Regions from separate parts of the Mus musculus genome. Here all the other regions are linked to region 4. A link is a contact called in public Hi-C data. All regions are on one chromosome and are shown on one strand. Each heading gives the region's core, a stretch centred on a gene start, on an enhancer-like site or on the middle of the called end of the contact. The rest is flanking DNA. Distances are from core to core; before and after follow the strand shown. Region 1 overlaps Ntrk3 (neurotrophic tyrosine kinase, receptor, type 3). Region 2 overlaps E430016F16Rik (RIKEN cDNA E430016F16 gene). Region 3 overlaps E430016F16Rik (RIKEN cDNA E430016F16 gene). Region 4 holds the start of Ntrk3 (neurotrophic tyrosine kinase, receptor, type 3).

Region 1 (4,826 bases), core at 1,994-4,493, 70 kb after region 4:
TCTTTTAGTGTAGTATATGGTCTGGTCATTTCCTTGGACTTGGTTTTTATACTACTGACCATTTGAAAAATAACCATTTAGTCATTTGTGTAATAGTTTATAGCAGATGGGCTCTACTTGAATGTAAACTTCTGTGGGATGGAGACTTTGTATTAGTCACTTCTCTGTTCCCAGTACTTAGGGCAAGGTGAGTAGCTGTCCCTTGGTCACCCTTCAGATGAGAAGATGTCTTGAAGATCTCCGTGTGTAAGAGCAGGCACAGGGCAAAGACTATTCCCAATGTGGCATTCTTTCTTTCTCATTATCCTACCATCTTCCCTTGGATCCTATCTAGCCAGAGTCCCCCAGAGTTCTGTGTGTGGCAGAAGCCATTGCAGTCTGATTTAAAAATAAGGATATATGTGAATGACGGACATTCTAAGAATGTGGTGGATCAGGGCAGTAATTCAATGGTAAAGAACTTGCTTAAGGTGTATGAAGCCTTGGGTTTGATGCCCAGCATAACCAATGAAACACAGCACACTACACCAAATCAACAAGAACCAGGAGGAACAAAAATGAACACTGTAGAGTCACAGTCAGCAACATCCTTCTGCAGGCCACATACACAAAACGTCAGTGCATCTCTGAGCTTTCTCAGCTCTGCCTGTTCAGAACGTCCACCAAATCACCTGCATGAGTTATTGCCTCTTACTAAGTGTTATGATGAATGGGATGGTGTTGGTGAGCAGGTAAGAGTGTGTTTTTGAGATGGATTGACTGAGTTTGGATTCTGGTTCTGTCATATATATTTGAGTATCCTAGGAATGTGACCTCACCATCCTTCGTATCAGTGCCTTATCTTCTCATCTGTAAAATGGGGATAATATGCTTCTTAGCAAGATGAGACAAGCTAAACCTTATCAAAGTATCGAAGTGAATGTCTGGGTCATAATAAGAGTCAGTATAAGTTAGTTGCTGTTTTTCTTCTTTGATTGACAGTGTGGTGGTCAGTCTCTTGTTACATGACTTAATAAATGTGCAGTAAAGCGGGATTTAAGGAGCCTTCATGTCCCCTTAAAGTGCTACATGCCTAAGACAATCAACACACAAGTTGTGTTCCTGTCCCTAAAATTTACCATCTCAGGGACCTGGACAAAGTCAAAACAGTGGCACCTATTTTTATTTTAATCCTTAGAGAGAATGATTAAAGCTATAGGTTTTACCTCATATAAGGGGATGAGAATATTGCTTAGTGACCATTTGCCCAGTTTGTAAATGACTCTGTGTACAATCCCTGGAATTCCCCAAATAATACAAGTACCTATCCTCAATGAAACACTCTCTCTATATACATATAGTGTACAGAAAATCTCAGAGCTGTTCAGACTGTTTTTCTACATGAGTTAAGGTCTCCTTTGGAAGGTGTACTGGACAGAGATGCACAGTAGAGCCATTTAAAAAATACCCTTCCTATTAGATGTAGTGGTGCACCTCTGTCATCTCAGCACTTGGGAAGTGGAGGCAGGAGGACCAAGAGGGAAGGCGTTTGTCAAGCAAGAGGAGTAGAGTTCAGATTCCCATATTCCACGTGAATCGTGAATGCCTAGTAGGCAGATTGGCTAGTCTTTAAGTGTAGTCTTGGAAGGTGGAAGGGGGGATCCTAGAGCAAGTGAGTGAGATTTGCATGTTGGTGAGCTCTGGGTGTGATTGAGAGACCTGGTCTCAAAAAATAGGATGGAAAGGTGATTGAGGAATATTCCTGATAGTGACTTTCATCCTCCACATGCTTGTACTTACACATACATGTATACCAGTGCACACATGTATGCCTACATGCATGTGAACACATCACACACACACACACACACACACACACACACACACACACACACGACAAGAAAAGAAAAGAAAAGAAAAGAAAAAGAAAAAAAAGGAAAAATGAAGAATCTGGAGCTGCAATGTATTATACCTCAAATTCCAGCCCAGCCAGGCAAGGATTTATAGAAAAACTGTCTTCACCCAGTCAACTAAACAGACACAAGGAAAAAGTATAATAAATTCAATACTATCTGAGACTTAGAAAAATGACATTTCTATTGTAACATAAAAATGTTTCCATATTTATTATCTCCATCATAATCAGATAATTTAGGGCTGTACTAGGTATGGGGGCTTTCTTGGGAATAATGAAATTTTTATAAAGTTGATTGCAGTAATGCATTACATAGTTCTGGGAATATTCTGAAACACTTTGAATTATACTTTGTGTGTATTTGTACGCATCCCTGTGCATAGACACACGCACACACACACACACACACACACACACACACACACACACACACACACACACACACCTTGTGCTCCTTCTTGGTAGAAGCTTTGAGACTTTGCATGAGGCCCACTGTGTCTCGTCTCACTTTGCTATGGAGCAGAAGGCAGCAATGCTCTAGCTGACCACTGCTCCATTAGCCTGAATCTTTCTGGGAAGATGATGGGATCATACCACAGCTGACCTTCCCTGGTCATAGTAGGAGAGAGAAACAAACATTTGTTGTGGTCACTAGAAGATGAAGAAGAGAAGCCATAAATGACAGTGGCTCTACTCTCTACTTGAGGTGGATGGGGCACCAGGAGCCTACAATACTTTTGGACTTCTTCCTCCATTATGCTGGAAATAGACTCCAATTAAGGGGAGCACTCTTGTAAGGCCAGCTTTGAGCCTTCTATCACTTAAATACATGAACTTGCAGAGAATGAACAGGTTAAGGTTCTGCAACTTTTGACAGGCTGCACAGACAGCTGCCATTCTCTGGATCTTCCCACGTGAGGTGCTGGAGGACCCCGGAGACCTCAGAGACTGTTAGTCAGAAATAGTCTGAGTGGAGGAGGTGACTGTGGAGTTGGATTTGGAAGGGCTGAGGGTTTGGGTGACAATACTGTTGAGGGCACAGTTGCTGCCACCATGGATATGTGCAGCCACATCCCCTTGGACTTCCTTCTAGAGCTGTTTAGATACACGGTTCTGCTTCAAGGCTGTTGTGTCTGGCCATCAGTAAACAGCAAGAGCTGCCAATAGAACATGACTTGAAAACACAGCCATTTGCCCATGGGATAGGATCCCCACGGGTACACTGATTTGAGGAGATTGAGCTGGGAAACATATGAAATGGTGCATCTGAGAGGTGGCCTGAAGAGGAGCAGAGTGTGGGGAGAAGGCTCAGGAGGACAGCTGCCGGTGTGTAAGAGGTACTGTTTGGATAGAGTGGTTCTGGGCAACTCTGCCTCACACAGTCTCTTGTTTCTCTCTACTGTGCCATGATCTTGGATAAGCTGCTTAAACCTATTAGGTCTGTTTCCACAACTCTAAAATGAGGTACCATTTAATGACCCTGTCTTGACCTTACAGCATTTTGGGACATTTCTTCCTGGAACAAAGGTCTGAGCTGGGACACAGCTGGAACCATGGGGGGCGGGGGAAGGGCAAGACCAGAAGAAAGCTGTTGTCAGTTTATTTTGGCATTACCCACTGCCTTCTATCCACCTATCTTGTCTCTCTGGAGGATAAGCATTCCAATCCAATGACTTCCTAGGATGTGGCTTCTGGGAACCACTGCTGTGTGCTGAACCTTTGCTGATGCACTTCATATGCTATTCTCTGCTCCTAATAGTAAGTGTGTGCAATCACCCTCCCCATTTTACTCACAGCCAGTTGAAGCACGGAGAGTTTAGGCAACTTGCCTAATTACACAGCTACCAAATGTCAGAAACAGAAGCCAACCACAAGTAACCTGCTTCTGGGGCTCTAGAGCCTGTTCTTATAATAGCCCCATTCCAGCCTGTTTAGCCCTGGCTGTTGTCCCTTCTCAGGAACCAGGCTGGAGAGGAAGGAAGGTAATAACTGCCTACCCTAGAATGGGCCCTGTTGAGGGAAGGTCCATGAGAGACCACTGAAGGAGCACCAGCAGCCAATTCCTGCTAGTTACCTGGTCCCTAACAGTGTGTGGGTGAATGGGCAGTGCCTCTTAGCTTGCTAGTTGACATTTTGAGGGCTGTTAGCAATTATTTACACTGGGTAGGTTCTCAGCAAAGAAAAGGATCCTTAACGATCTATTGAGTGGAGACTACCTGTTCTGAGCCACATGGTTGCAGGAACCCAAGACTTCCATTTCTGGGGCTGATTTCTCTCCCCTTTCCTTTGACCCTGTCTCAGGCAGGCCCATCTCCGTGAGTGCTCACCTCACTATAACATCTGCAGTAGGAGACGAGAAAGAGAAATGTTGATGGCATTGCTCCAGCCTCCTGTGACTTCAAACCTTACATGTGCAACTTGGGCAGTTGACTCCTCCCCAGTCAAGCTGTATGAGCCCTGGAGATGGGTGGGGGTCCCTTTATTCTTTCTGCAGTCCAGGCCCCGTGATACTTGATGACTTGAAGCACATCTTTTCTTCTTCCTCTTACACAGATTATCTTATTGAACCTCAGATGAATTTGTGCCACAGAATTCACCAAATTGCAGATTCCCAACTTGACTTTCTCGGCGGCTACACATTTATCTGCTGCCTGCGAAGACAGTCAATTCCCAGTGCACTGACACCATTAGTTGACTGGCCAATTGCCTCTCTTGGGGCCTTGTGTAGAAATGATTCCTTGCTCCCTAGCGAGGCAGGTGGCAAGTTTCCTCAATTGATTTTCCCTTTTCACGTCCATTTGTGTCTTTTCTCCAGTCTCCTGTGGGCTTGGGTACTCATGTCCTCCCTGGTAATTTCTCTATGTTTGCTGTTTTCGTGGTCAGCATTCTGATCCGCTCAGGGCAGGGCTGTTGTGACCTAGATAATGCAGCC
Region 2 (5,212 bases), core at 2,567-5,066, 110 kb before region 4:
GAGGCTGCGGTCACAACCACCCAATGCACTGGTATCCTGGAACTGCCAGAAAGGCTAAGTGGACCCAGAAATGCCAGTGGAGGATATAGTGTAGTGACCACAACATGATGGACTACATTGTACTACTCTTACATTGCCTGGGTTGGGGTGAGGCTGGCTGTATGGTACCCAAGTCTTCCATTAAGAGGATCAGAGCAGTGTCTTAAGCCAAGAGTGGTGACTCTGAGATATTTTGACCTGTGTTTAGAAATGGGTCTATTCTCTGTAGAGGGACTGTTGAGGGTACACGAGGCTGTTCCTTTCAGTTTTCATTCATTTCTTTTCAATGACAACTGAGCTAGGTGGACAATTATTCCCAGAATTCTCTCACCATGAGGGCATCTCTAGTCCTGCCCAACAGCTTTGCCTGTAGCTAAGATGTGGGCAGATTTTTGGCCTCACCTGTTTAAGCCACAACTTCATTCTTTTGGTACAGTGTGTATTGTCTCTTCCAGTAGCTTTAAAGGAGCAATAGCAAGGGCTGGCGATTCAACTCAATGCCATCTACTCTGTTCTGTCACTACCAGGGAAACTGAGGCAGAGCATAGGGCCTTCTCTGCTGGGTGATGGTATCTCACAATTCTTGGAAGCTTCAGTCCAATGAGAATGATCATGAATTCATTTGTATGGGACTTCCTTGAAGGTGAAAGCAGCTGTATATTGTGTGTAGCTGTATACCCATACTCTGAACTTTGGCATTTGGGATTTTAGACTTTATTTTTAATTATGTGTGTATGTATGTTTACATGCACACTTGCATGTGTGCACTCAGTCAGGTGCTTATGGAGGCCAGAAAACAGGTTTGATTTTTCTGGAATTGGAGTTTACAGGTGTTGTGATCTGCTTTTCATGGATGCTGGGAACTATAGGGAGTACTGTAGGCATAAACTTTTTTCAACTTACTTTAATAAGGTTTCAACCTCTTCCTCTACCCCACCACCTACCTGAGGTAGTGGAAGAGAAAAGTTATTAGGGTATGGGGGGAAGTAGATCTGTTTAGAAATAGTTCTTTGAGGTTGAGTCTAATCTTCATTGTTAGGATATCATAGTTCAGTCCAGTAGCAAACACCACATATGAACCAGCAGCTGCAGTCCAGTCTACTTGGCAGTCACCACATACAAACCAGTAAGGGCAGTTCAATCCAGAAGAAAGCACAAGGCTTGCCAACTGGCCTGAGGCTGTGGAAGTGGCAAGAAGACACAAGAAGCAGCAGGAACCTCATGAGAAGTTCTTTGGGGGAGTTTTTCTTTTTTCTTTTCTTTTTCTTTTTTTATTATTGGGTATTTATTTCATTTACATTTCCAATGCTATCCCAAAAGTCCCCCCACCCTCCCACACCCACTCTCCCACCCACCCACTCTGCGGGAGTTTTTCTTTATGAAGTTGGCAGAAGCTGAGCTCAGGAACACAATGTAAGGCAAACCAATACATGCATGCTGTCAGTGAAGAGTAGCTAGGTAGAGCTCGAGTTCCTATTGTCTGTGGGGTCATATTTATATTCCTTCTAGACATTATACATCCCTTTTCATATCTACTTTAGCAAGACATCCTTTTAGCTGTGTGCCCCAGCAAAGATATCATTTGACATAACTGACTTTCCAAAGAAACCAGAAGTTTACACTTCAAGGTACAGAGGTCTTTGTACTTACTTGGGGAACCACAATGTTAGAAACACAGGGTTTTCTCTTCAAAGGGAGAGAGGCATAATCTGTATTCTACCCAGAAGACTGGGAGCAGATGTGGTTAATAGCCTGGTAACCTTTGTGCTATTTCTGTGGCCACAATGAATCTTCCCCCAGTTCCTGAGCTCATTTCTCAGTTAATGTATAGAACCAATCTTTATGAAAGTTGTCACATGTACTTTACAAAGTAGTAGTCTTATGTAGGAGTAGTCTTTGATGTAGCCTTGTCTTAAGCTTTGTTTTCTGCATAGGATTGAGTTAACTATCATCAGGAAACTTTATTCCAAATTATGCTGTGCTAAAATAAACTACTCAGGGTCAGAATCAACACCAGCGACTGAGTCATTTTGAAATGGACTGCCTTCTTGCCTCCTGCAGACTGTTATTCTGTTGGTCATGATGTTTGAGGAGACTCCTGCAGGGAACCACATTCATGTTCTCCGCAAAAGCAGTGTGTGTGCTTACCTTCCCTCTAGTAGACACCACATTTGAGATCTTAAACTTCTTTTGAAAGCAATTCCAATCAAGGGAAGGCCCCATGTCCTTAACCTTCTCTGTGGCTAGAGATGGCCCTCTGGCAATAGGATCTCAGATATTTGGTGCTCACCTCTAAGTGCACACTCCTCTGTCATTCCATGGAGAGTCTAGCCTAAAAGCTAAAAACAACATCCTCTCCATCACTCTGTGCTTTGCAGCTGAGAAGGCTCGAGTATCTTGTCTGCTTTGTCCAAGGTCCCTTCAAATGGTAAGTGGCTAGATTCATACACAGGTCTCTTGTTCCAAGCCAATGGCTCCTTTCACTTCACAACCCCATTAATGGAGCTGTTTCCATTTCTTTGATGCTGGAAGAGAATCTTGGACATTCGAGTTGCAGAAGCAAAAGTGATGCCAGGGAAGTGATTTAGCCCAACTCTCTCATTTTGCAGAGGAAGGAACTCAATTCCCAAGTAAGAGTGGCTTAGTAGCTCATGACCTGTCTCTACCCTACAACTTCCTTTTTTTCCTTGAGACAAGGTTTTACTATGTAGCCCTGGCTGTCCTGGAATTTACAGTATAGACAAAGCTAGCCTTGAACTCACAGAGATCTGCCTGCCTCTGCCTCCCCTGTACTAGAACTGAAGATGTGCCTACCACACCTAGCTTATTTTACTTTAATTATATTCACATGAGTGTAGGTGCCCACACAGGCCAGAAGAGGTTGTTGAACCAATTGGAGCTTATAGGCAGTTTATGAGCCTTACAATGTGTATGCTGGGAACTGAACAATGGCTCTGTGAAAAGAGCACATGGAGTACATGTAATTATCTGCTGAGCCATCGCCCTAGTTCCACACAAGCTCTTTCAAGTTCTACTTCCTCCCCCCAAGTAGTTCAAGCCATGACAATATTTTCCTTATTTCTGTCCAGTTGGTTGCTGTCTGTGGACATCTCATCCTTGTTTCATAGCATCACCACCTAGACACTTCTCTGATCATCTTGTCTCTTGCAGGCTAGGTTTTGTGTTTTCTACTCATGTGATATACTGGACCTTATTGCCTTTAGGATATTACCATGTACATTGCTAATAGCTGGTTGACTCATTCCAGAGCTTCCCACCTATAAGGAGAGAAATAGAGTTTGTTTTAGTTTTTGTTCCCTAGTACTAGGTATCAGGAGATGTTTGTGGATAGAAAGAAGAGAAGAGGAGAGAGAAAGAAGAGCTTCCCAGCATGGCTCTCCACCACTGTGGCAGCTCTCTTGCAGATGTTGCCAGTGGTGGAGAGTCCTGGGGGCTTCTGTTCAGTTGGGGTCTTCAGAGCACAGAGAGATCTTCTGGTTGCTTTTCTGGGGCCAGCCCCGTGTCTTCTGAGCTCTTCTTATTCTTCCTAGCAGTCCCCGGAAGAGGGAAAGGAGCAGGATTGAGGGGGAGAGAAACAGATTGAGGGGGAGAGAAGAGAGGAGGCTGTGCTGCTCCAAAGCAGGGGAAGAGCACTTAAAAAATGTCACTTAGAATCCCTGAAAGAATAAGCTGTAAAAACAACCACCCATTCTCTGCTGGATGACGCAAGTCAAAGAGAAACGCAATGCAATTAGTCACTGGTTCCAAGTAGGAGGCGGGTGGTGGGGGAGGGAGACAGAACTGGAGAATGGTGAAGGGCTGGGGGACTTGGAGGGGCCTCCCCCACAAGCTCTGCATTCTTACCTCTTAACACCCCCATCACTCCAGGGAAATGCCATTTCATTTTTTTCATCCCCCATTTACTGGTCAGAGCCTCTTTCCTGAGAAGTGGCATCTCCCATCTTTGCCAGCATAGTAAGGTTCGTAAGTCTAGAGCCAGGGAGAACAGCCTTAAGTACCTGGAAACTCTGACTAAGGCAAGGAGGAGGCTGGGAGAATAGGGAGAGCATGAGAGTCTAAAGTGGGAAACTCTTGACCCTGGGGTCTCTGTTGCTTCCATTTCCAGCCCCCAACTTCTTGCCCACTTTGGTATAAAAGGGAATGTACCAGACTCTGGTTTCATGGTCCTCACAGCTTAGGTGGAAGATGGTAAATCAAGAAGCAAATTTATTAGACATATAAGTTCCTGGGCTCTGCCCAGACCTCCCAGATTAAAGCCTTATTTTAGGGCCTAAGGGGTCAGGCTTTTGATAAGACTTCCATACTATTTCATTTTGTGTGGAAGTTTGAGACCCAAGTCTGAAGCACTCAGATCCCAGCTGTGTCTGTAGGAAGGTCCTTCCTTTGATTATTTTTGGAAAAATTCTGAGATGTTCCTCATCAGCAGTAGATGTGACTGGAGGAGAGGAAACAATTCATAATTTCCATGACCTCTCCTGGTTAAAAGAACCCGTGGCCAAAAATCAGCAATTGCTTCTTCAGCTTTGATTTTCCAGTTGTGATGTTTAAGAGGGTCTCTTTCTAGTTGGCCACATATATCAGAGTCATGAAAGGTCCACAAGTTGTGACAAATTGGAACAGCATTTGCCTGGACATCTCTTTCAGATGAGCCTTCCCCTCTGTGCTAATCAATGGGCATCTTAACCATTTTTCCTGAGTGCAGAGACCAGCAGACTGGACAGGAGCAACAACTGGAAATTCCACAGCTATCTGCTTTCCACTCTGCATCTGTCATAGCAATCACCAGGACAGCCACCCTTGGGTCATCGTGGTCTGTCACAGCAGCATTCCTGCTTGCACCTCTCACCTTGGGGTGCATTTCCCAACAGTTCAGGCAGCATGGATCCCTTTGTTCTTAAGGAGTTGCTTATGGGTCTGGAAAGAGGGACACTAGAAAGTCACAGGTACCACAGAACCAAAACCCTCCATCTAGATGCCACCAGGTTGATTGCTGAAGGTGAAATACTTCTCATTTGGGCCAGAGTCTTAGGCCACCATGAGTAAGGACAGAGTAGTGGAACCCTGCTTCATGGCTTACGGGATGCTGTGATCTAGGTATTGGAGATACAGATGTGGAGGCTGGAAATGTCACCAGATGTTTTCTTCACATTAC
Region 3 (4,905 bases), core at 10-2,509, 83 kb before region 4:
CTGACTTGATCATTTAAAATCCTGAATCCCACTCCAGTGGTACTCTTCCTCCAACAAGGACACACCTATTTCAACAAAGCCATACCTCCTAATAGTGCCACTCCTTGGCATGACCGAGCAATCAAACCTATGAGCCCAAGAGGGCCATTCCTATTCACACTGCCACACCCTGTTTTATTTTTTTATTTTGAGACGGAGTTTCCCTGGCTGGCCTTTTATCTTGTGGTCCTCCTGCTTTACAACACAACCTTCATAGCAGCTGGGATTGCAGGTTGGAGCCAATAACTGATGTGCATTTTTTTTGAATGTTGATTTGCCACGTGTATTAAGATTCTACAGAGAAACAGGACCTACTAGATAGAGATAAATATAGAAGAGATTTATAACAGGAACTGGCACATACAGACTGAAAGTCCCATGGTATGCCATTTGCACGTGGTACCAGGAAAGCTATTGGCATAGTTTGGTCTGCATTCCAAAATCTGAGAACTGGGGGACAGATAAGGTAGGAGCCTCTGCTGCATGTGCTGGACTCTGAAGGGCTAAGACACAGGAGCCCGGAGCTATAGCGTTCAAGGGCCAAAGCAAGTAGATGTTTCAGTTCAAGAAGAGGCAGAACATTTAAACTTTCATTGACTTTTGTTCCTTAGGGCTGTCAGTAGGTTGGGTGAGGCCTGTTCATATTGCTGAAATGTGTCTCTGCTTTATCCTTATGCTCCTAACACATAGCTCTTCTGGAATCAGTCATACTGAGAAACCTTGTTTTACCAGCTTTTTGGGTATCCCTTGACTTGATTAAGTTGATGCAGAATTAGCTAAGATACGCCTTCCTAATTAAAGTCTTAGAAATAGCCTCAAGGTCACACAACAGAAAGATTGGAACACTTTCAGCTCCCACCAGCAATGGCTGAGAGTTCAAGTTCCTGGAAGCCCCAAGGCTATGGGTCTGAAGTTGCTCTGATGCAGCAAGTCTTCAACTCTTAGTGAGATCTGACATGGAGACCTTCGGCGGATTGAACCTTGGAACTGGGAACTCCTCAAAGGCTGGGTCTGTGAGTCTGCTACCACGCAGCAAGGGTTCAAACAATTAGGGGCTGAAGTCACTGTGGGTATGTGGCTCTCCTCTTCTCATCACAAGACCAGAGACAAAGATGCTCCAGGCTTGCGTTCATTCTCTCTGCAGACCTGGCTGCCCAGCGATGCTGCAAGCTCAGTGGGAGGGAGGGACAGAGTGGAGTGGACCTGCCTTTGTAGAAGAACAAAAAGTGCTGGAGGGAGGCAAGAGCTCCCTCCCTGGGAATGCTGGGCGGCATCCAACACACTGCCAAGTGAGGAGGATGCGGCTTCTTTTCTTAGAAACTGCTTTCTTCTTTTTTGGTAATAAAGTTTAGCTTTTCATCATAAAGTATTGCGTGCTCACTAACAAAAATGTGGCAAGTCTGGGGGCATAAAATGAAGTCACCACAGTCCCACCACTCAAGGATAAATATTGGCTCTGTCACTCCAGGCATGTGCGAGGGAGCGTTTATTCACAGCTGTCCCTTGTAGACAGTTGAAGTCATGCTGACTAAATTATTCTACACCCCCTTTTCACATTTTTTTTTTTTGCAACTACATAGTTTCAAGAATTATATTTTGGTGATTTCGACTTTAGTTGTGTGGATGACCCAAGACTTATTGTCTAATATACCTCAGTATTTTCATTATGGTTTCCATTTTGCAGATAAGGAAACTGATATCCTCAGGAGTTACCAGACTTGCTCAACATCACAAGACAGGTAACAAATAAAACTACCACTTCACCCATTCCATCTAATATTCAGTTATCAAACATTTATAGAACATACGACCTTTGGGAGGCAAGCACATGCGTCTAGCTCATGTAATGTTTATAACTCAATGGATAGTGTAGTCTTGTAGAAGCTTTTACAGTGGTTTGATACCACTGGAGTCTAAAGAAGAGGCACCTAGCCAGCCTGAGGTCCACAACACAGAAGAGGTAACAATGAAACTCGCTGTTTTGGGAGAAGTAGAACTAGGCAAGGAAATAAATTGGTGAGCGATGGGAAGTGTGGGCTTGCTTAGGGGAAGGTCCAGAGACAGAGTGTTAGGGATTGAAAGTGGAGATGGGCAGGGTTTTTTTGGTGGAGACTATCCCCCAATTAGCTTCTATTTAGACCTTTCCCTAAAAGCAGTGGGTGGACAAGAGACTTACAAAAAATCACTAGGATTTTGGAAGGAACCCAGATAGCTGTGTGAGATGACTAAGGGACTGGATCTATGGAAAATAGTTGGGTCAGGATTATGAGAAGGAGGGCGGGGCCCTGCATTGATGCCGAGTAGGTAGGAGGAGGAGGAGGCATCAATTTAAGTTGTCAGAAGGTAAGGCAGAAAGAAGGTATGAGTCAGTGGAGTCTGTCCAGAGGTCAGGGCCCTGTGATGAATTGGCCATCCATAAAGACAGGAGACATGGGTTCTCTGTTGGAGTTCCCTCATGGATGTGTTTTGGGATGCCTGTGAGGCTTCTCAGAAAGATGGGAGGAGTCTGAACGGAGGCAGATTAAGAGTAGGGAAAGGTGGGGAGGCTGTGAAGGGGAGCAAGAAGGGATGCTTGAAGCCCACAGGAAGATGGGTCTTAACCAGGAAGGTGGCAGAATGGTGCTGTCACCTTCTGCCAGTGGTGAACGTTTCACGAATCCTGACAAATCCATAGACTTCAATCTAGACATGAACAAACAGAGAGACGTTTATTAAGTTTAAATAATTTAAACTTTTAAGTTAAATAATTTTCTTGGAGTTTATAGGTACCCTGAAGGTCACTCCTCGGGATATGGAGGGGAAAACGCAGTTGAAAACATAGTTTTGAAGGACACCGTATTTTAGGAGAGCATAAAGAAAGGAAATCGTCAAAGGAAATGGGAAGAAAGATGCTTGAAGGGGAGTTGAAAGTGGAGGTAGCAGGGAAATTCTGTAATTTCATCTCTTGGGAGGTGGCAGAAGGAAGGCCAGCCTGGGCTACATGATTCTTCTACCCCAGTCGCCCTACCAAACTAAAAGGGCACTGGGAGGCAAAAATAGATAGATAGATAGATAGATAGATAGATAGATAGATAGATAGATAGATAGATAGATAAAAAGAAGCCCAGGGTAAGCGGTGTCAGCATTAAGCTTAGGTTCAGAACAGATACTTCCAGTAAAATAAAAGATTTCCAGAGAAATCTGCATCCAGACAGATCACGAATGTGGCAGTTACAGTTTTAGTAAGCGAAGGCGCATTTCTTTTTATTATTATTATTATTAGATATTTTCTTTATTTACATTTCAAATGCTATCTCAAAAGTTCCCCATACCCTCCCCCCACCCTGTTCCCCTACCCACCCACTCCCACTTCTTTGCCCTGGTGTTCTCCTGTACTGGGGCATATAAAGTTTGCAAGACCTAGGGGCCTCTCTTCCCAATGATGGCCGACTAGGCCATCTTCTGCTACATAGGCAGCTAGAGACATGAGCTCTGGGGGTACTGGTTAGTTCATATTGTTGTTCCTCCTATAGGGTTGCAGACCCCTTCAGCTCCTTGGGTACTTTCTCTAGCTCCTCCATTAGGGGCCCTGTGATCCATCCAATAGATGACTGTGAACATCCACTTCTGTATTTGCCATGCACTGGCATAGCCTCACACGAGACAGCTATATCAGGGTCCTTTCAGCAAAATCTTTCTGGCATTGTGCAATAGTGTCTGGGTTTGGTGGCTGATTATGGGATGGATCCCCGGGTGGCACATTTCTTCTTCAACTCCACTCACAATCTCAGAACCTCAAGGTCGAGGAGTGAGCATGCTTTCATCTCAAAGAGCCACTCTTTGTGTCCCACAAGGCCCATTTCCAGCACATGGGCTACAGAGGAGGAACTTGCCAGCACCTGACAGGCTCAAGGTGCAGGTTTGCCACCACCGCTTTCAGCAGAGACACCGAATCTACGCTTGTGCTTTGCTAGCAGCTTTGTCAATCCTTTCACAGAAGGGCAAGAGGAGACTGCCTTGCCACTCGACTCTGCACAAAGCCACGTGGCTGCTCTGGCCGGGTGATGCAAGCTGCCGCTGGCCATGCTTCATGCCCTTTGGAGATTATGTCATTGCCTTGAGAAAATCCTCTTGGCTGGCTTACTTGTCCCATGAGGGATGCGTGAAGCAGAGCCAGTTCAGGCTGACCTTCAGACTCGCAGTGAAAGAAAGCAATGCTTGTTTTTGTTTGCCACTGCGACTTCCAGGCTTTTGTTTGAGAGCGCCTGAGCTGTACAATATTCTCTCAGTAAAGACTTGCTGGCTTCACAAAAGCTTTCCTTTGCCCTACTGCTCCTGGCAATAGATCGGTGTCCCACTTCCCGACCTCCAGCTCAGTCATTTCTTCCCTCCCAGAGACTCTCAACTTCCAGGACCTAATGTTGGGCAGGGTGAGGGAAGCAGTTTCAGCTGCACCTTGCAGTTCAAAATCCAAGTCCCTTTGGAGGCCCATCCAGTGCAATGAGGCACCCAGGTAAGCATTTGGTTGCCCACATCTGTACGCAGTCCTGATCAGCTATTCCTTCCTAATTGCAATGAGTTCACTCATTGGGTACTCTCCTTTCCTCCCCCTCCCCCAACCCACTCTCTCTTTCAAAATAGGATCTAATGCAACCAAAGCCGACCTCAACATCATTCTGCAGCCAATGACATTTTGAATATCAGATTCTCCTTTCTCCACCTCTCCAGCACTGTGAATACAGGTATGCAGCATCATCATGTCGTTTATGTGTGCTTTGAGATTGGACCCAGGGCTTCCTACATGCTAAAGGAGCACTCTTTCAACTGAGCTATATCCCCACCCTTGTCTGCACATCTTATTTATTAGACAGTATTTAGCTATGGCTG
Region 4 (5,347 bases), core at 1,329-3,828:
AAACCCGACTTATGGATAGCATCCTTTCTTTGCAGGCAGTAATAAAAATCGTCCTTGTCCTTAAAAATGGGCGGGGCACCCTTTAAGACACAACTATGCTTTCTCCTTGTTGGAGCTCTACTAAATCCCCTCAGGCAGTCAGCTATTCTGTCTCCCTGGGGTAGTCTGGGAAATGCTTCCTATTTCTCCTCTGCTATCTCTCAAGAGAGGCCAAGTTCCAGTGTCCTGGCTACACCTTACTCTCCCTGCCTCTCAGAGAACCCTAAAGTCACTCAGGATGGCACTTGAAGTGTCAGGGAGATTCCCAATGGACAAGGACATCAGGGACTGGCCTGAAGCCAGTAGGTTCTGGTTTGAGAGTCTAAGGCTGTCTCCACTCTGTCCCCTCCTGCTGGCGGGAGGGCAAAATGCCATTCTGGGGACAAGGCCATCATGGCGACAGGGTGTAAAAGTCTCACTGGGGCAAAAGGAAGGCAGAGTGTAATGAGAAGTCGGGGAAAATGCCTTTTATAGGCATGCTCTTTTCTTTTCCTCCTTTCACCCAAGTTTACTCCCAGCAAAAAGTGTTACTGCAAGCCATCGGGTCTGTCTGTCGGTGGCACTAGGGGCAGGCTGGTGGCACCGCAATACCCCTTCCCCCCATCTTGCCTGCAAGTTGCATGACCTGCATTGGAATCCACAGGGGGGCGGGGGAGAATCCTTTCAGATCCTGGATGCTGTTGAATTCAATGTATTTTGCTTCCTTGCCTGCCCTCACCCAAGCTCGGGGAGGAGAGCGCTGCTTTCTTCTGCGTGTGAATGCTGTAGTGTGTCTGCCTGCTCGGATTCCCCTAACCCTTTCTTCTCCTTTCCCACAGCAAAATCTCAGGCTTTCTCAGGAAATAGCTCGCATTTGGCATATTTACATTTGCATTTTATTTTTAAAACAATCCTATCAAGGCAAAAAGCGGGGGCTATACTTCTCTCCCCATCAGGTCTAAACTTGCCTCGAAGGCTGCACCTGTTTTGAGCCCCTACCAGGAAGGGGTGTTTGTGGGGGAGGGAAAGAGGAGGTTCTGTGCCCCCCAAATCATCCGGAGAGAGCAGTCCGCCCACCCCCTCACCAGGCTGCCAGCTCGGCGCACCCGAGGGCTGAGCCCAAGAAGCTGGCCTCCGACGGTGCTGGCGTGGTGCTTGCCAAAAAATGCCCTTCGCATCTCAATTTCCTGGCCGCTTCTTTCGCATGAATCGCTCGCCCTGGGCCACCTCGGTTCTCCAGCGCAGTCCTGCAGGCGCTCCTTCCCTCTTTCTCTCCTTCTCTGGTCCCTGTTTGTCCAAGGCGGAACCCATAACGCACCGCCAAGAAGGAGCAATAGGCTCAGGGGCACTCAGTGTGCCATGCCACGCAGTCCCCTCCCAAGCTGAGCCCAGCTCCCGGGACTCTTGATTACCCAAATGAGTGTCATTCAGATCTAGGTCTGCACGTCTGCGGCCGGCGTCCCTGGCTGCCTCGCTCGGGTTCCTGTGCGCTCCTGATTCCCGTCACTGTCCGTGAGCCCGAGACCCTCACTCAGGCTGGGGAGCATCCCGGGTCACCTGGGCCACGCTCATTTCGCTTCCTCCTGCGGAGGAGATTGCAGCAAAACCGGGCAGCACGAGGGCCAAAAAGTGGAAGGGAGAACGCCTTTCGTGTTGCTCAGTCAGCTTGCCAACTCTCCCTCCCCAACGCCGACCCTCGGAATCCCAACTGCAACTTTTCCTTTCCGTCTCGTTTTCCCCTCGGCTGCAGCGAGCGGGCGCGGGCGTGGAGCGGGCGGGCAGCGGCGCGGCTGCGGGTGGCGGTACCGGCGAGAGCCGAGAGCCGGCGAGTGGGTGGGTGGGTGGGGAAGCAGGAGGGAGAGGACGGGCGGGGAGAGAGAGGGGTGTGGGGAGGGGAGGGAGGGGGAGATTCCGCTCTCCTGCCTCTCCCAGCCCGGGCGGGGGGCGGGGGGGGGGGAGGAGGCCGCGAGGAGGGAGGGGAGGAGGGAGGGAGGGAACCGAGGAAGACGCTCCGATAACCCGTGCGTTTCGTAAGGCTCGGAGCACTTGTACATTTCTGCAGGCGCGTAGCGAGCCATTCGCCGCGACTGCTGCAGCTCTGACTGCATCTTCCTTCTCCTCCTTCCTCCAGCTCCGCGCGTGTGTATGTGAGTGTGTGCGAGTGTGTTTTGCAGGTGTGTCCGTTTTAATTCTGCCTAGGAGGTGGGACTTGGTGACTTTAGCACCATCTTTTTTTCTTTTTTTATTATTATTTTTGCCTTCCCACCGTCTGTTGTTACAACCCTGCAAAGTCTCGGAGTCGGAGAGCGCGCCTCGTTTCCAGAGCTTCTGGACCCCGCAAGCCGGCGAGCGCCGAGCCGGCCACCATGCCCGGCAGACCGCGCCACTAGGCGCTCCCCGCGGCTCCCACCCGGTGGCGGCGGCGGCCGCGATGGTTTCCGACGCTGAAGGATTTTGCATCTGATCGTTCGGCGTTTCAAAGGCAGAGGCCCCCCTCCCCCTTCCCCCCTCCCTCGCTGTCTTTGTTTCCTTCCCCCCCTGCTCTCCCCACTCCCCCCACCCCACCCCCCTCTCCTCTCCTCCTCCTCCTCTTTTTTAGAAGCAGCGATCGGAGATGGATGTCTCTCTTTGCCCAGCCAAGTGTAGTTTCTGGCGGATTTTCTTGCTGGGAAGCGTCTGGCTGGACTATGTGGGCTCCGTGCTGGCTTGCCCTGCAAATTGTGTCTGCAGCAAGACTGAGATCAATTGCCGGCGGCCGGACGATGGGAACCTCTTCCCTCTCCTGGAAGGGCAGGATTCAGGGAACAGCAATGGGAACGCCAGCATCAACATTACGGACATCTCAAGGAATATCACTTCCATGTAAGTCAGGCGGCCGCTACCCAGCCCGCCCCCCACCCCCGCCCCAGCTTCGCGTCTCCGTCTTGCCCGCCCGCGGCCCGGGAACTGGCCCTGCGCTCCCCAGCTCGCCTCTGTTCGCAGCCCGCCGGGTGCGCATCAGGCTCGCCCTGGCTCGGGAGATGCTGTAGGGCTGCGTGTTTCAGGTGACTCCAGCCCTAGCCAGGCGTGATTTGATGATGCTGGTGGGTACCTCTCCCTGGAGAGGACCCTTCCGGGCGGAGTGCACCCGGGCCCAGCTCCTGTCCCCGCCCCCACCCTCTGCCTGCTCGTTTCGAGGGTGCGAATTGGGTTCTATGCCCCCCACTAAATAGCAACAGTTTGGCCACGCTCAAGTGGAATAAAGTAGAGGCGTCTCGTTTCCCTGACAGGCGGTGGCAGATAGCGGCGGCAGAGGCAAAGCTTAGCCTAGCCTTGGAGGGAAGGTGACAGATAGGGACTGCTTGAGAACCAATCGGGATTTTTTAAAAAAAAAACTGTTTCCCTTTGGAGAGAGCAAAACATGCCAATAAGTAAACAAGTTGGAAGCTGGCTTCTCCCGAGGAGACTTCGGACGTGTTCTGGCCGTCATGGACGCCTACCTCTTTGCTTTTCCTCCCCCCCACCTCCCGCCGCCTTCTCCAACCCCATTTTGGGCATTTCCGAGACATCCCCCCCTTTCCCACCCTCATCTGCATCTGGGCGCCTACAGACCCTTTCCTGGCTTGGGCTTCCATAACTGCCCAGGGTAATTCTGAGTCAGGTTGCTGGAGGCAGGAGAGAGAGGACGACCTGGGTTTTGGGAAGGAAATTTCTTTCACAATTCTGCGGTTCCTTCCCCCCACCCCCTTTCTCTCAAAAATTGAACTCTGCGTGGCGTTTGGCTGGTTTGCCCCGGCTGAGTGGGACCCTGTGTAGTGGCCTGCTCTTTTCTTGTTGTGTTTCTTTGGTAGGGATGGGGCCAGAGGCCTGTGAAGGAGTGAAAGGAAGAGTCAGGGCCAGGAGCCTGCATAGCCTTTCTTTCATTCTTCATTCTTCAGCCAGGTGACCACCACCCCTCTGACCTCTCTGCCCCAGGAAGGAGAAGGGTGTGGATAGCTCTTGGATGCTCGGAGGGCAGCTCATTGGTTTTTGCCCCGTGCTCTCATCCCTTGGGAGCCCCAGGACTGACTAGGACGGTGGCCAGGCTCTGAGGGAGACGTTTAGGGTAGCTCTTTGCCTTGGGGACGGACTAGAGCAAGAAGGGACCCAGTGTGCTGTGGCTACTGCCCTCTCAGTGTCCACCCCCTCCCCTCTTTGCTCCAACCATTGCCTCAGGACTACAAAGCCTGAAGGAATTGGAGTCAGGCTCTCTCCAAAGCCCACCAGTTCTCTTGGTATAAGAGAGACCAGCTTGTGTTCTTGCAGCTTACACTTTGAGGGAGATGAACAGCCCCAGAAGATGTCCCCGACTCCTGGAGACAATCCTGACCCATATCTTAGCTCTGCCTTTCATTCCTTACTACCTCCAGGATGGTCAAGGATGTCCAGATAGACAGCAAAGGGGTAAGGGGAGGGGAGAAGAGAGCAAAGGAGAAGCCTCTACCCACTTGGAGGCCAGTGTCTGTCCAGGAGCAAGGTCTGGAGGAATATGTTTCAGGGAAGCTTGGCCCCTGGATTGTAGGGATGGCTGCAAAGAGCTTAGTGGCCTGTGCTCTGGAGTTGGGCATGGAGATTTTCAGGTGATTGGATGTGCCAAGGGCTGGAGAGTTTGGGAGCCAGTGAGCTGTGTCTGCCTTGTTCTCTGCTCTAAGGATGTGTATGTCCCTGGGAACCCTCAGGGAGGCAGGATTGGTCACAATCAGATAGGCTCTTTATGGTCACGAAGAGGTGTCACACCTCTCAAAATGAGGTTTGGGGAAGCGGTTCTATGGGGGGGGGGGAGTAGGATTAGTTGTTCCCCGGAGACATTGGTGGGAGGAGGGGACACAGTTGGCCTCTTGCTCCTCTCCTGGCATTAGAGGATCCCAGGAGAGTGCCTGTGGCGATCTGAGCAGGGAGACTGGGAGCCGCTCAGTGGGAACTGGACTCAGCAGCCATCAGGACTCTCTCCTAAACCCATCTGACATCAAAGAGAAAGTGGTAGGGAAGGTCAGAGGTCAGGGGTTAGATGACCCTCCCTCACCCCATCTTCCCCCCAGTGTCCTGTTATGCCTGCGTCTGGTATTGACTAAACTCAAGAAGGGGCTCAGACTCCCACTCCAGAGGCAAGGAGTCCCGAGGAGGGAGAGGATTCATGTTCATCCAGGGAAGAACATGCCCTTGTTGCTCTCTTACTCTTTAAGACATGGAAGATTAAGGGAAAAGGTAGCCTTTCCCAAGCCCGCCTTCCATCGGATCTTAGCACTGAATAATGGGCTATACAACATATATCCCAGGTCCCCAACCCAAGGCCTGCTGGTAGAGGTGGGGC

What was found. Hi-C and Micro-C count contacts between places; a contact is called where the count stands out from the background.
Region 1: a Hi-C map of cerebellum shows a contact between it and region 4, with 2.5 times the contacts expected there. The contact joins the enhancer-like site here to the promoter of Ntrk3 in region 4. A contact is called at or near these places in 1 of 39 promoter capture datasets (hippocampal neurons), 7 of 484 Hi-C or Micro-C datasets (cerebellar granule neurons, cerebellum, cerebral cortex and 2 more) and 3 of 9 other capture datasets (adipose tissue, liver and pancreatic islet).
Region 2: a Hi-C map of cerebral cortex shows a contact between it and region 4, with 5 times the contacts expected there. The contact joins the enhancer-like site here to the promoter of Ntrk3 in region 4. A contact is called at or near these places in 1 of 484 Hi-C or Micro-C datasets (cerebral cortex) and 1 of 115 datasets of contacts at active chromatin or transcription factors (neural progenitor cells).
Region 3: a contact with region 4 is called in a Hi-C map of cerebral cortex, with 2.6 times the contacts expected there. The contact joins the enhancer-like site here to the promoter of Ntrk3 in region 4. A contact is called at or near these places in 2 of 39 promoter capture datasets (the HPC-7 cell line and hippocampal neurons), 1 of 15 datasets of contacts at CTCF or cohesin (CD8 T cells), 9 of 484 Hi-C or Micro-C datasets (DN3 thymocytes, the HPC-7 cell line, the N1E-115 cell line and 4 more), 1 of 115 datasets of contacts at active chromatin or transcription factors (neural progenitor cells) and 2 of 9 other capture datasets (adipose tissue and liver).

What each region holds. Positions count from the first base shown.
Region 1 is chr7:78,506,153-78,510,978 of GRCm38.p6, reverse strand. All of the region lies in intron 3 of Ntrk3 (neurotrophic tyrosine kinase, receptor, type 3), which reads left to right. Among named protein-coding and RNA genes, the nearest start is that of Gm39038, 66 kb to the left of the region's middle. Within about 2 kb of position 3,243, at least 9 of the 459 cell types and tissues checked have an H3K27ac peak or open chromatin away from gene starts, as enhancers often do. A contact at or near this core is called in cerebellar granule neurons and cerebellum, where this site is marked.
Region 2 is chr7:78,689,750-78,694,961 of GRCm38.p6, reverse strand. The region is part of intron 5 of E430016F16Rik (RIKEN cDNA E430016F16 gene); the gene reads left to right. Among named protein-coding and RNA genes, the nearest start is that of E430016F16Rik, 26 kb to the left of the region's middle. Within about 2 kb of position 3,816, at least 33 of the 459 cell types and tissues checked have an H3K27ac peak or open chromatin away from gene starts, as enhancers often do. A contact at or near this core is called in cerebral cortex, where this site is marked.
Region 3 is chr7:78,657,490-78,662,394 of GRCm38.p6, reverse strand. It overlaps E430016F16Rik (RIKEN cDNA E430016F16 gene), which reads left to right. Exons shown (of 11, transcript NR_015542.2): 7 at 1,724-1,778; 8 at 4,660-4,760. Among named protein-coding and RNA genes, the nearest start is that of E430016F16Rik, 58 kb to the left of the region's middle. Within about 2 kb of position 1,259, at least 6 of the 459 cell types and tissues checked have an H3K27ac peak or open chromatin away from gene starts, as enhancers often do. A contact at or near this core is called in cerebral cortex and cortical neurons, where this site is marked.
Region 4 is chr7:78,575,069-78,580,415 of GRCm38.p6, reverse strand. It overlaps Ntrk3 (neurotrophic tyrosine kinase, receptor, type 3), which reads left to right and starts at 2,578. Exons shown (of 17, transcript NM_008746.5): 1 at 2,578-2,880. The coding sequence starts at 2,633.